Regions from separate parts of the Sus scrofa genome. Here region 1 is linked to region 2. A link is a contact called in public Hi-C data. All regions are on one chromosome and are shown on one strand. Each heading gives the region's core, a stretch centred on a gene start, on an enhancer-like site or on the middle of the called end of the contact. The rest is flanking DNA. Distances are from core to core; before and after follow the strand shown. Region 1 holds the start of MRPS14 (28S ribosomal protein S14, mitochondrial). Region 2 holds the start of CACYBP (calcyclin-binding protein).

Region 1 (5,518 bases), core at 2,766-5,265, 75 kb before region 2:
TGGCAACACCAGATCCTTAACTCACTGAGTGAGGCCAGGGATGGAACCTGAGTCTTCATGGATACTAGTCAGGTTCGTTAACTGTTGAACCATGATAGGAACTCCCAAGATTTAACTCTTTAATTCCTCTAAAATTTATTTTGATAAATAGTAAGAGGTAAAGATATAATTAAAACATTTCCCACATATATATAACCAGTTGTTTCAGTACCACTTTTTCTGTGATTTTTTAGGCTTTAATGCATAACAAATTGTAATTACACTGGGGTTTCTTTCTGATCTATCAATCTAATTCATTTATCTGTCAATTTTGGCATTAGCACACTGTTTCAATCACTATGACTTTACTTATTTATTTTTAGGGCCGCACATGTGGCATATGGAAGTTCCCAGGCTGAGGTCAAATCCAGGCTGCAGCTGCCAGCCTACAGCACAGCCACAGTTAAACCAGATCTGAGCTGAGTCTATGACTTACACTGTGGCAACACCGGATCCTTAACCCACTGAGTGGGGCCAGGGATTGAACCCGAGTCCTCAAGGATACTAGTTGGATTCGGTACAACTGAGCCACAACAGGAACTCCCCACTATGGCTTTATAACATATGGCATTTTAATATCTGGTAGAACAAACCTATTCATTGCTTTACCTTTTCAAAAATTTCACAGATTTCTGGAGTTCCCATTGTGGCTCGGTGGAAATGAATCTGAAAGCATCCATGAGGACGCAGGTTCAATCCCTGGCCTCGTTCAGTGGGTTAAGGATCCAGCATTGCTATGAGCTATGGTGTAGGTCACAGACGCAGCTTGGATCTGGCATTGCTGTGCCTGGGTGTAGGCCAGCAGCTACACCTCCACTTCAACCTGTAGCCTGGCAACCTCCATATGCCACAGGTGGGGCCCTAAAGAAACAGACGAAAAAAATTTTCACAGCTTTCCCCCTCTCTCCCATTCTGCTTATGCTTTTATACACATTTAAGATTTATTTTAAGAACGTTTGCATTGGGGGTTTTGATTGAAATAGCACAAAATCTATACCTTAACCAATTAACATGTTTTATAAGTAAGGATTCCCTGACAGCAGTCAGACTTTTGTCCTAGAGCTGTTGCTTCTCCAGAGGACAGTGTTGAGTGTGGACTGAGATCCTAGGCCTTAACCTAGGACTAGCTCTATGAGCTTGGTAAGTCATCTAACCTCTCTGTGCTTCAATTTCATCATCTATCCAATGGTTCTCATTAATTTATTAAACCCAGAATCAATATGGTACATAGAACAGCCTCTCACAATCAAATATCAAAATAGTTAACAATTAAAATTTTAATCCATCTACCCAAAAATAACTTTTAAGCATCCAAGGGAAAAACTATATGAAGAAAAAAAAAAAAGGCAGTATACTGGCAATGGTATTTATTCTCACCCACTTCTAAATCTAAATGCCCAATTGAACATTTATGTACAAATAGCTTAAACTATATTTGTATGTTATTGGGCTGTTTTTCACTTTAAGAAGAGAGTAAAGCAATTTAATGCATCAGAAGGGCAGGGATTTTTTTTTTTTCTGTCACCCTACCTTACACACATACACAGTGGTACATGATGTTTGCTGACTGAATAAATGAAATGGTACATGATGTTTGCTGACTGAATAAACGAATGATGATGGTTCTCCTGATCTTAGAATTCCAGGACAGTAAGGCAAGCAGCCTTCCTCACTTTATGTTAAATGGGCAGGGAGAATCACAGACTCTTTGGGAGAACACAAGGTAAACTGAACCATCTTTAGGTTTTGCCAGGCTTCTCCACACGCTAACAGAGGAGGTTGCATTGAGGGGAACATCTTAGGCTGTTTTTTTAAAAAAAACAATGCAGTTAAAGAAGATCCTGGAGTCTTCTCTTACCATCTCAGAGCATTCTATTTTATCTGCCATTACATTGCCTTACTCTCTTCTTAAAGTGAAAAACAACCCAATAACATACTAATATTTTTTAAACTATTTGTACGTAAATGATAACAATAGCATTATTCACAATAGCCAAAAGGTGGAAGCAGAGCAAGTGAATATCAACAGATGAAAAGAGAAATAAAATGATACATATCCTTACAATGGAGTATTATTCAGTCACGAAAAGTAAGGAAGTATTGACAGATGCATACATTTTGAAGACGTAATATTAAAGAAAGAAGCCAGACACAAAACAAGTGTGTGGTTCGACTAATATGAGGTATGTAGAGTAGTCAGATTCATAGAGATAGAAAGCAGAATGGTGGTCACCAGAGGCTGGGGTACAGGGGGAATGAGGAGTTACTGTTTAATAGGTACAGAGTTTCAGTCTGGGAAGGTAAAGTTCTGGGGATGGACAGTGGTGATGGTTGTACAATAATGTGAATGTATTTAAAGCCATCCACCTGTACACTTAAAAATGGTTAAATATAGTAAAAATTATTTTATATATATTTTACCTCAATTTTAAAAAAAGGACACTGTGTATACAGCTGGCTCACCCATTTCATGAGCTGATTGTGTTACTGAGTCTAAGGGTGTACTGCTTGCTGCAAGGCGGGTCAGTAAACTGGAGACATGTTGTTGGAGCAAGGAATAGTGGCTTTATTCCAAAAGCCAGCAAACCAACAAGATGGGGCAATGGTGTCCCAAAAAATCATCTTCCCAGAGTTAGAATTATGGCTTTTTTAAAAATATATATATACTAAAAGGGGAGGGGATAAAGTCCTGGTTCCAGGTCAACTCCAGAGGCATGTGTTAATTTCTTCCTTCCTGCAGGCATTCATAGTTGGGCCTGGTCAGGATGTTTTCTGTGAGCTAAACAAAGGTATTTTAGCTTAACTCTCATTACCTGGGAGGCAGGGTCACCAGAGATGGACCATTATGTGTAATTTTAGCTTATAAGTAACATCCCTTCAGTGATTAACTTTTAATAGAATACATAGGTTCTTCCCTATTACAATTGCAGAAAATGACCTTCAACTGTGGGGAGGAGAGAGAAGGGCATTACATGGGCTAGAATTAGGAATAGGTGGCTGCCTGACCCCTGTTCAAGAATTTTCTGCTTCTGCTATGATAGGGGCTTATGCTGTCCTTTCCTGCCAGCTGGTCTCAGTCAGTGTCTCCCCAGTCCGTTAGCTATGTCCCAATAAACTTGATCTTCTTAAAAAAAAAAAAAAAAAAAAAAAAAAGGAGTATGTACTCATCTTCCCTTTCCACAAGATTCCTGTTCAATGATGCAGATATAAGTAACACACAGGCAACTCCTCCTTCATCAATCAACACATCTAAAATACAGGTCCCACTAAGATACAGTCCTTGATATTCTTTCACCAGGACGGTAGGTGGGTAGTACTTGCCTTACATCCGCACAAAGGGGCACCTCAGAGTTTATTCCAGACAAAGGACATTTGCTATGAAACTGAACTCAAAGTTCTCTGACCTACAGACTGAAAACAGCAGTTTTAAATGCCAAGGCTCCCCTCCACCTGAAAAACCCCCAAATGTTTTAAGCCCTTTTCACCTAAAGCTCCAATATGCAAACTGTATTTTTAAAATTTATTTTTTAAACCCTAGACATATAAATGGGAATTGTAGCATTGCCATTAGCAACTTGATCATTCTCATCATATAGCGGAGAGAAAGGAGATACCTGCAAAATCTACGTAAGGGATAACAGAGGAAGAGCTGACCATAATTCTAGGTTTCTGGCAAATAAACTAATGGCGGGTACAGGAGAAGCAAGTTGAGCGAGAGAACTTGAGAAACAGAAACTAGTGATAATGAATGAACTGGCAGGTGGGAGTAGGGGAAAGAAATGGAGGTGGGTGGGGACACAGTTAATTTAAGAGGTTGTGTAAAGAATCTGAGAGGAACAGGTGAAGAGCGTCAGCCTCCACGGTCAGTAGCACAACTCCGCTTCCAGATTGTTAATTCCCAAATTCCGTTGAATACCGCGAGAACTCCTATCCAATAACTTCTCCCTTCTGCCGGTACGCTAAAGACCCCACCCCCTGCGGCCCAGACCCCGCCCCTCGTGTCCGCTGTTTCCGGCTGTGTTAATAAAGTTGCAGCGGTTTGCCGCTTGCGGCGGACAATATGGCGGCTTCCATGCTGGGTTTTCTGCTGCGGACCGTCCGGCAGGTCTGGCCCACGCGTTTATACCCTCTCTCCTCTTTCCCCTGAACCTCCAAACCTGCGAGTCGCCCACCATTCTGCCACCTGTAGCGTCCAGTGCAGACCCGTGTCAGTGTTCTCCCTCTCCCCACTTCCCTTCTGTCTGATTAAGGGGAGGGCTGAGCTGCGATTTTAAATTTGGTATTCGCTTATAACTAAGTGGGGTTCAAAGCTGCAGATTGACTCCATTTTTTAAGGAATGTAGGTGGAGACAGAAGTAGTCCGAGGAATGAGGCCCTAGGGACTCCAGTGTTAAGAGAACGGAGCAAAGGAGACTTCAAAGGAGCAGAGCGAGGAAGGAGCGTGGTGGCCTGAAAGCATTCCAAGATCAGGGAGTAGGCAACTCTGCTCAAAATCAATTTTAAAAAGGGCCGATAGTTGCCTGTCGGGTTTAGTAGTGAGAAAGTTGGTGGGACCTTGATCATAGTTGTTTTTTTGCGTAGTAGGGGCGAAACCGTTCAAGACAGCGGGAGGAAAGAAATTGGAGATGAGCATTTGAAGACGTTTTGCTGCAAAGGGGAGCAGAAAAGGGAGTCGGTAGCTGGAGAGGAGATGAGTTAAGAACAGGTGTTTTGTGTGTGTGTATTTTTAACGTGGCAGAAGTAACTGCATGTTTTTGTGTTAAAGGGAAAAATTCTGTAGAGTGGGGAAAATGTAGGAGAGAGAATTGCTGGAGCTGTGTAGGCAAGAGGTGGTGACTAGTGTTCGGTTTTTTTGGTCTCAGGAACTTGAAGAGTTATCTGTAATACCGTTGTCCAGTAGAAATAAAATGCCAACCACATATGTAATTTAAAGTTTTATAGCGGTCACGTTTAAAAATTAAAAGATGAAATTAATTTTATTGAAATATTTTAATAGGTATATCCAAAATACTGTTACTTCAACATGTAATCTGTAAAGGGATATATTTATTTTTTTAAATATAGATCTTTAAAATGAAGTATGTATTTTAAACTTACAGTACATCTTAGTTCGGATGCTAAATTTTCCACCATTGAAATGGAAAATGTAGTATCAAAACAGTTACTTGATATTTACCTTGGTTGTTTAAATTTTTAAATTCTTTAAAATTTTTAATTAAATAAAATTAAGTAAAATTAGGAATTACATTCTTCTAGTTAACTTGAAGTGCTCCCTAGCCAATAATAGTCCCGGAGTGGCTGTTATTGGGTGTTAGAAGGAGCAAGCTGGAAAGAAGTGATAGAGAATTAACGCAGTTATTAAATAGAATGCTTGTTGTTCCTGCTCTGATGCAGTGGGTTAAGAATTCAACCGTGGTGATTCGGGTCGCTGCAGAGGCATGGGTTCGAGCCCTGGCCAGCAAATTAAAGATCTGGTGTA
Region 2 (5,597 bases), core at 466-2,965:
TTTACTTTGACCCCCATCGCGCCGACTGCGCAGTCGCAGCTCGAAACCGCCGCTTCTGCTTACCTTAAACCACCCCGGAAATAACGCACCAATCTTCGGGGCCTAAACCGGAAGTTGACTAGGCAGTCGAGTGGTTCGGTGCGCTCTAGGACCCGGGGCCACTTCGTCGGCCATCTTGTCTAAGACTGTGAACGTATGCGAGTAAAGGACGAAAAAAGGGATAAAGGCGAGCCTACGTGTGCTAAAACGGGAAAAAACGAGGACATTAAGTGCGCAGGATCCTGAGGGGAACGGTTGTGTTTTCACTGGGTTCTGGCGCTCTGGGGACGTCAGGATTCAGCGTATACGACGTGGTGGCGTCATCACCGGTCGCAGTAGGAGGTGGGGTTGCGTTGGCCGTGTGGCGGGACCCAGTGGCGGCTCCGAAGCGGAGTAAGCTTCCTAATATGCTGGGCGCCTCCCGGGGTGGCTGAGTTTGCTTCCTTCATCGACCAGTCACCAGATTTGGATTCGATTTCAGTGAGCCTATTAATGTCAAAGAAAATGTGAGCTAAGATTTCCTGAGGCTGCATTCTGCTCCGGTTCTGACTCCTGCAGCCCGGCTTAGTAAGGCCCTTGAAAAACTCACTTTTCAGATAGATTATTTTAGCCTTTGGGGACCTCAAAACGTCTGAAACACGGTTGAGAATGTAGACGGTTACCCCTGAGATGTCAAATAACCCACACTCGGCTTTATCAACCCCAAGGTAAAGATGATCCGCAAGTCACAGAAGGAAAAAAGTACAGAAAAATGCAGGGCCATTATCTCAATAAAGAATCAGAAGTACAATACAAAAACAAATTACTTTTGCACACAACTTATGGACGTTAAGGAAAAGATGCTAGAACTAGAGAAGTTCATATCGTTTGATTCCATTTAAACAAAATCTAAAGCTGTGAGACTGAAAATCAGGTTGTGTTTGGGAAGACAGTGACAGAAAGAAGCCACGAGGGGGCTTTTGAGATTCGGCTAATTTTTTTTTCTTGATTTGAGCCCTGGTTACAGATGTGTTCACTGTGTAGAAATTTCATTGAGCGTCCTTCTGTGCAGTTTCTTGTGTATGTTATTTTTAACTAAAAGTTATATTTAAGTAGGCCCAAGAGGTAATTTTCCTGGTAGAAATGTAATACCGATAACAATCGTCAAGATTCGTAGGACTGAACTCCAAAGATCTGTGCATTTTATTTATACTTCAGGTTTTTTTTAAAAAGTGTCTAACTGGAAGCTTGGAATTATTTAGGCACTTAAATAGGAACAGATATCCCATTGCACTATGTGAAAATTTGACCTAATGCAGTGGTAAAAATTTGCTTGATTATGCACCTGGAGCAACTCCACCCCTCAGATATCCTAAAGTCACAAGTTTTAAACACCACCTATATGTTCATTCCCACCACTCTTCGGAAATCCAGACGGTCTCTGCGTGGATGTCTCATAAGCAGGTCCAACTCAGCTTGTGTAAAAAAACGCCTCTCAATTTCTCGTCCTCACACCTCATTGCAATTCTTACAATGATTTGCTAGCTCTGTGAATGGCCACCTCATTCTCTTAATTGCTCAGGCCAAGAAGTCATACTTGAGTCTTCAGTTTCAGGTCCTACATCCCATCTTCTGGCAAGTCTTGGTTTTATCTTCAAAGTATGTTGGTAATAAAACTACTTCTCATAATCTCCACTGCTACCAACTGAGACTAAGGTGTCATTATTTTGTCTGGATTTTTATCCTCTTAACTGGTTTCTCTCCTTCTCCACAGTTTTCCACAGGGCAGCCAGAATAACCTTCACAATTGTATAGAATAAAGTCCAGACTCCTCACTATAACCCAGGATGTTCTACATGATTTTATATCTCACCTTTTATAAATTTCCCATCTCATGGAATTCATCTCTCACCACTCTCCCCTCTCCCTGGTTTAAACACTGGTATTTTTGTCATTCCTTGAATCCACTGAGTTTCTTCTTACCTCTGGTTCTGCATGTAAACTTTGCTTTCTCTCTGGAATGGTTTCCCACCAGATCGTCACTTGGCTTTGTCTGTCTTCCCTTTCTGCCCGCATTTAAAACACCTCAGAATTCCCATTCTTAGGAGTCAACAAAACAAAATTCTGCTTCTCTCCAGATGTATACTATAATTGTCCATACATCTATCATGTAGAAGCAAAACTGACTCCTTGCTCTGCTGCCATTACGAGTAATTGGGTACATGGGATCTCAAAGCAAAAACAAAAACTTTGTATCCTGAGATAGATAAAAAAACAACAAAAACAAACAAAAACCAACATCATCAACATACACATCAGTTCATTGTGTCTAGTTCTAGTTCCCCAATGAAACTCTGAACCTGAGCTTTTCCTATAAAATTAGACTCCTTAAAAATCAAACACACTTTATCTCTGACTTTTGCAATGCTAATGTCTAATAAAAGTATGGATAATAGTGAGAATTACTGTTTCTCAGCAGGAACAAACTACTTACAGAGTCTATACTTGGAAATTGTATAGTTTTTTCCTATAAATATTGTAATTTCTGTTTGGTGAGTTCATCTTTCTGCAGCCTGAACTTCCTTGTAAGTGAATTATTAAAAGATTGTGCTTTGAGTGCCCTTTTGACAGTAATCAAAAGTTTTGTTAAAGTGTAATTTCAAAAAGGTGAAATCAAGATTCTCAGGCAAATATAAAATGAGCTTTGCTATTTCATACAACTCATTGGTTAATGATAGAATCAATAAGTTGTTAAAACTATCAAAAAGTGCATTTGCATAGCTGAGTACTTATGGGCAATTTAACAATGGAATGTTAGTGTACATTTTCAAAGTTAGACATAAGCTGGTTAATGTCCTATGGTGTAGTAAACTACATATGGCCTTTGGAGTTATGTGTTCCTCTGGAAGGAAAATAGGGATTTGCACACTACTGAACAAAAATCTACAAGTTAACAAGTAACTTCACTAAGTGTAGGACCTTTAATCAGTAGTGAACAGTGAGTTCCACTTACTATTATGTCAAGACTACTCATGACCTCCTGTCAAATTCAGTAGATATTTTCTGAATAATTTACTTTTGATGTAAAATTTCTCATTGTTTTAACTACAACATGGACCAAACAAAAGATGTCTGTAGTCTGGGTTTGGGCCACAAACTAATTTTACAATCTCTGATTAGTATTTTTTTTAAAATACTGAATTGTAAGAGGAGATCTGCAATCTGACTTTCATTCAGTTCCATGTACACCCTGAATGAAAAGCAAGTTAGAAAAAAACACAAATCAGGATTCTAGGCACCCTGCCTTCACTCCAGGAGAGCCTCTGGAGCACTGTTGGATTATATAATGACACCCACTGTGACTCTCAAAGGCTAGCAGTAGCCACCCAATCCAGGACTAGCCAAGCATATTTTTGCAAGATTTTGGAATTGGGATGCTGAGATGCTAGTCCATCTCTGCTGGTCACTTGAAGACATGTAAACTTGGAAGCTGTGCATTTAGAAGCAGATGCCTCTTTTCAAAGAGGCAGGAGCAGATAAGCATCACCTGGCAAAACAAGCAGAAGAGTGATTATGAGAACAGTTGCTTAGGTTCCTGATAGAATACCAGTTCTCTCTCCCCATTGCTGCCTCAGGCCCAACAATTTAGCTTTTGGTAGCTATGAATTAAATATACTTTTTTCTTCTTATTTAATTGCATTATTAGTAAGCTAGCTGGAGAGAGTTTCTGTTAACTTGCAACCAAAGAATCTCTACAGAGAGGAATACAGGGCACTTGGCTGTGCTGTACAGGATATCGTTTTGTAGGGTAGGTATAACCTGGAACAAATTCCTGTGTATTTCTTCTTGCTTGTGTAGAGTCTAGTGTCAGATAAGTTTTACATAAAAACCGGGTTCAGATGATTCAGAATAAAATCAACTAAAGAAAGTAAAAAAGACATGTATGGTTTCCAGAACAAATGTTTATTACTGCTTAATGGGGCCAAAGGGGCAACACAAAGCATTGAAAACATCACTGGCTCACAAAAACAGTCACCTTGCTACCTTCTTGCATTTGTTTACTTCACAAGGCTTCATTCACACGTGAAAACAAGATACTAATCCAATTCAAGTTCATAACAATTATAAAAGTAAACATTTGTTGGGACAATGTACAATAAATTGCACTTTTCTTAACAAGCATTACATTTACATTTATAGAGTGTACTATACATAATACATGGAATTATGGAAACATCTAATTGGTCAGTGTTTAGAGAGGAGAAAAGCTGCTCACTAATTTCTTTTGTAGTCAATTAGCACAGTTTGGTCTAATCAACTCCTTTATTCTGGAACCTGTTTTCATTGGAGAAGCCATGGACAAAATCATAGAATTCACAAAAATAGATGGCATAGAATTTCTACTACCTCCCCAGCAAGGGGAAAGGTAGGAATTGAAATAAATAAAGTGGGACTGAGAAACTTTTTTTCTTTATTTGAATTAAGGATCCATATATTATGCAAAATACCAAAAATAGTGAAACTGATGCAAAGGTTATTGGAATCTTGGATTCTGGGACCATTTCCAGGCTTTATTCTTGTGCTTTCATGACACCAGAGTCTTGATGTATTTATGTCCTTATCAATCAGTTTCCTATATTTTAGTCCATATATAATATGTAGTTATTAACAGATTTTACATGTTAATTTATTGCCAATGAAAAGGGAAAGAAACTTAAAATATTAATTTTCTACTCAATGATTCTTTTAAAGTTTTCAGAATACCACAAATGATAAACCGGGGTGGGGGTGGGGAGAGTGGGACGTGTTGGTGAAGATGTTTTTATAGCAGGTAGCAAATTCATTTGAAGATAAACTTAACATGTAGTCTTTTAGATGGAAGCTTAGTAGGGAACATCTGACAGCTGGCTGTAGTCACTAGGCTACTTGTAAACATCCACTTTTCTCCTTACAACTCAAGATCATCTCCCACTGAGGTGCAGCCCATACTGAAGTATTTGTTTTGATAGCTTTTGAAAGGTAGGAAAATGCCTCAGGGCTTTGCCTGTATTGTATGGAAGCCACTCTAAGAGAGGAAGTATGTTGTGGAGCAGTTCCAGTTCAATGTTACCAGCATGGCAACTGGAGGGAACAAGTTACGTCTGGTAGGAAAACAGGGCACTGAGCTGTGTCTGGCCTTCTGTATCTGATCACCATGTGCATGTTCAGTTGCATGGTACCTGGGTATTCAAAAGAGGCAGGGATACTCCATATAAAATTCTACCAATCTCTCTTTCACACACACACACACACACACACACACAACTCCTCCATATAAAATTCTACCAATCTCTCTTTCACACACACACACACACACACACACACACACACACCCCTCACAACATTCAAATCAAACAACAGAGTTTGTCCACGCTCTCATCTACTTGTAACTGAAGCAAGAGAATCAGAGCTACTTTAGAGTGTTTTTTTGTAAAGAGTAAGTTATACAACGGAATCATCTTAGTAAATAAAAGTGTTCTTTTCAAGAGAGCTAAAACAAAGTATTTGATTTTTTAAAGGCTCCTTTCTCTCTAAAAGGA

The links. A called contact is a pair of places that touch in the nucleus more often than the background predicts.
Region 1: a contact with region 2 is called in a Hi-C map of liver, with 9 times the contacts expected there. The contact joins the promoter of MRPS14 here to the promoter of CACYBP in region 2. A contact is called at or near these places in 1 of 5 promoter capture datasets (liver), 5 of 47 Hi-C or Micro-C datasets (fetal liver, heart right ventricle, liver and 1 more) and 1 of 2 datasets of contacts at active chromatin or transcription factors (alveolar macrophages).

Annotation. Positions count from the first base shown.
Region 1 is chr9:117,135,685-117,141,202 of Sscrofa11.1, reverse strand. MRPS14 (28S ribosomal protein S14, mitochondrial) reads left to right here and starts at 4,015. Exons shown (of 3, transcript XM_013989625.2): 1 at 4,015-4,144. The coding sequence starts at 4,100.
Region 2 is chr9:117,058,421-117,064,017 of Sscrofa11.1, reverse strand. CACYBP (calcyclin-binding protein) reads right to left here and starts at 1,715. Exons shown (of 6, transcript XM_013989620.2): 1 at 64-1,715. RABGAP1L (rab GTPase-activating protein 1-like) reads right to left here. Exons shown (of 26, transcript XM_021102607.1): 26 at 3,961-5,597.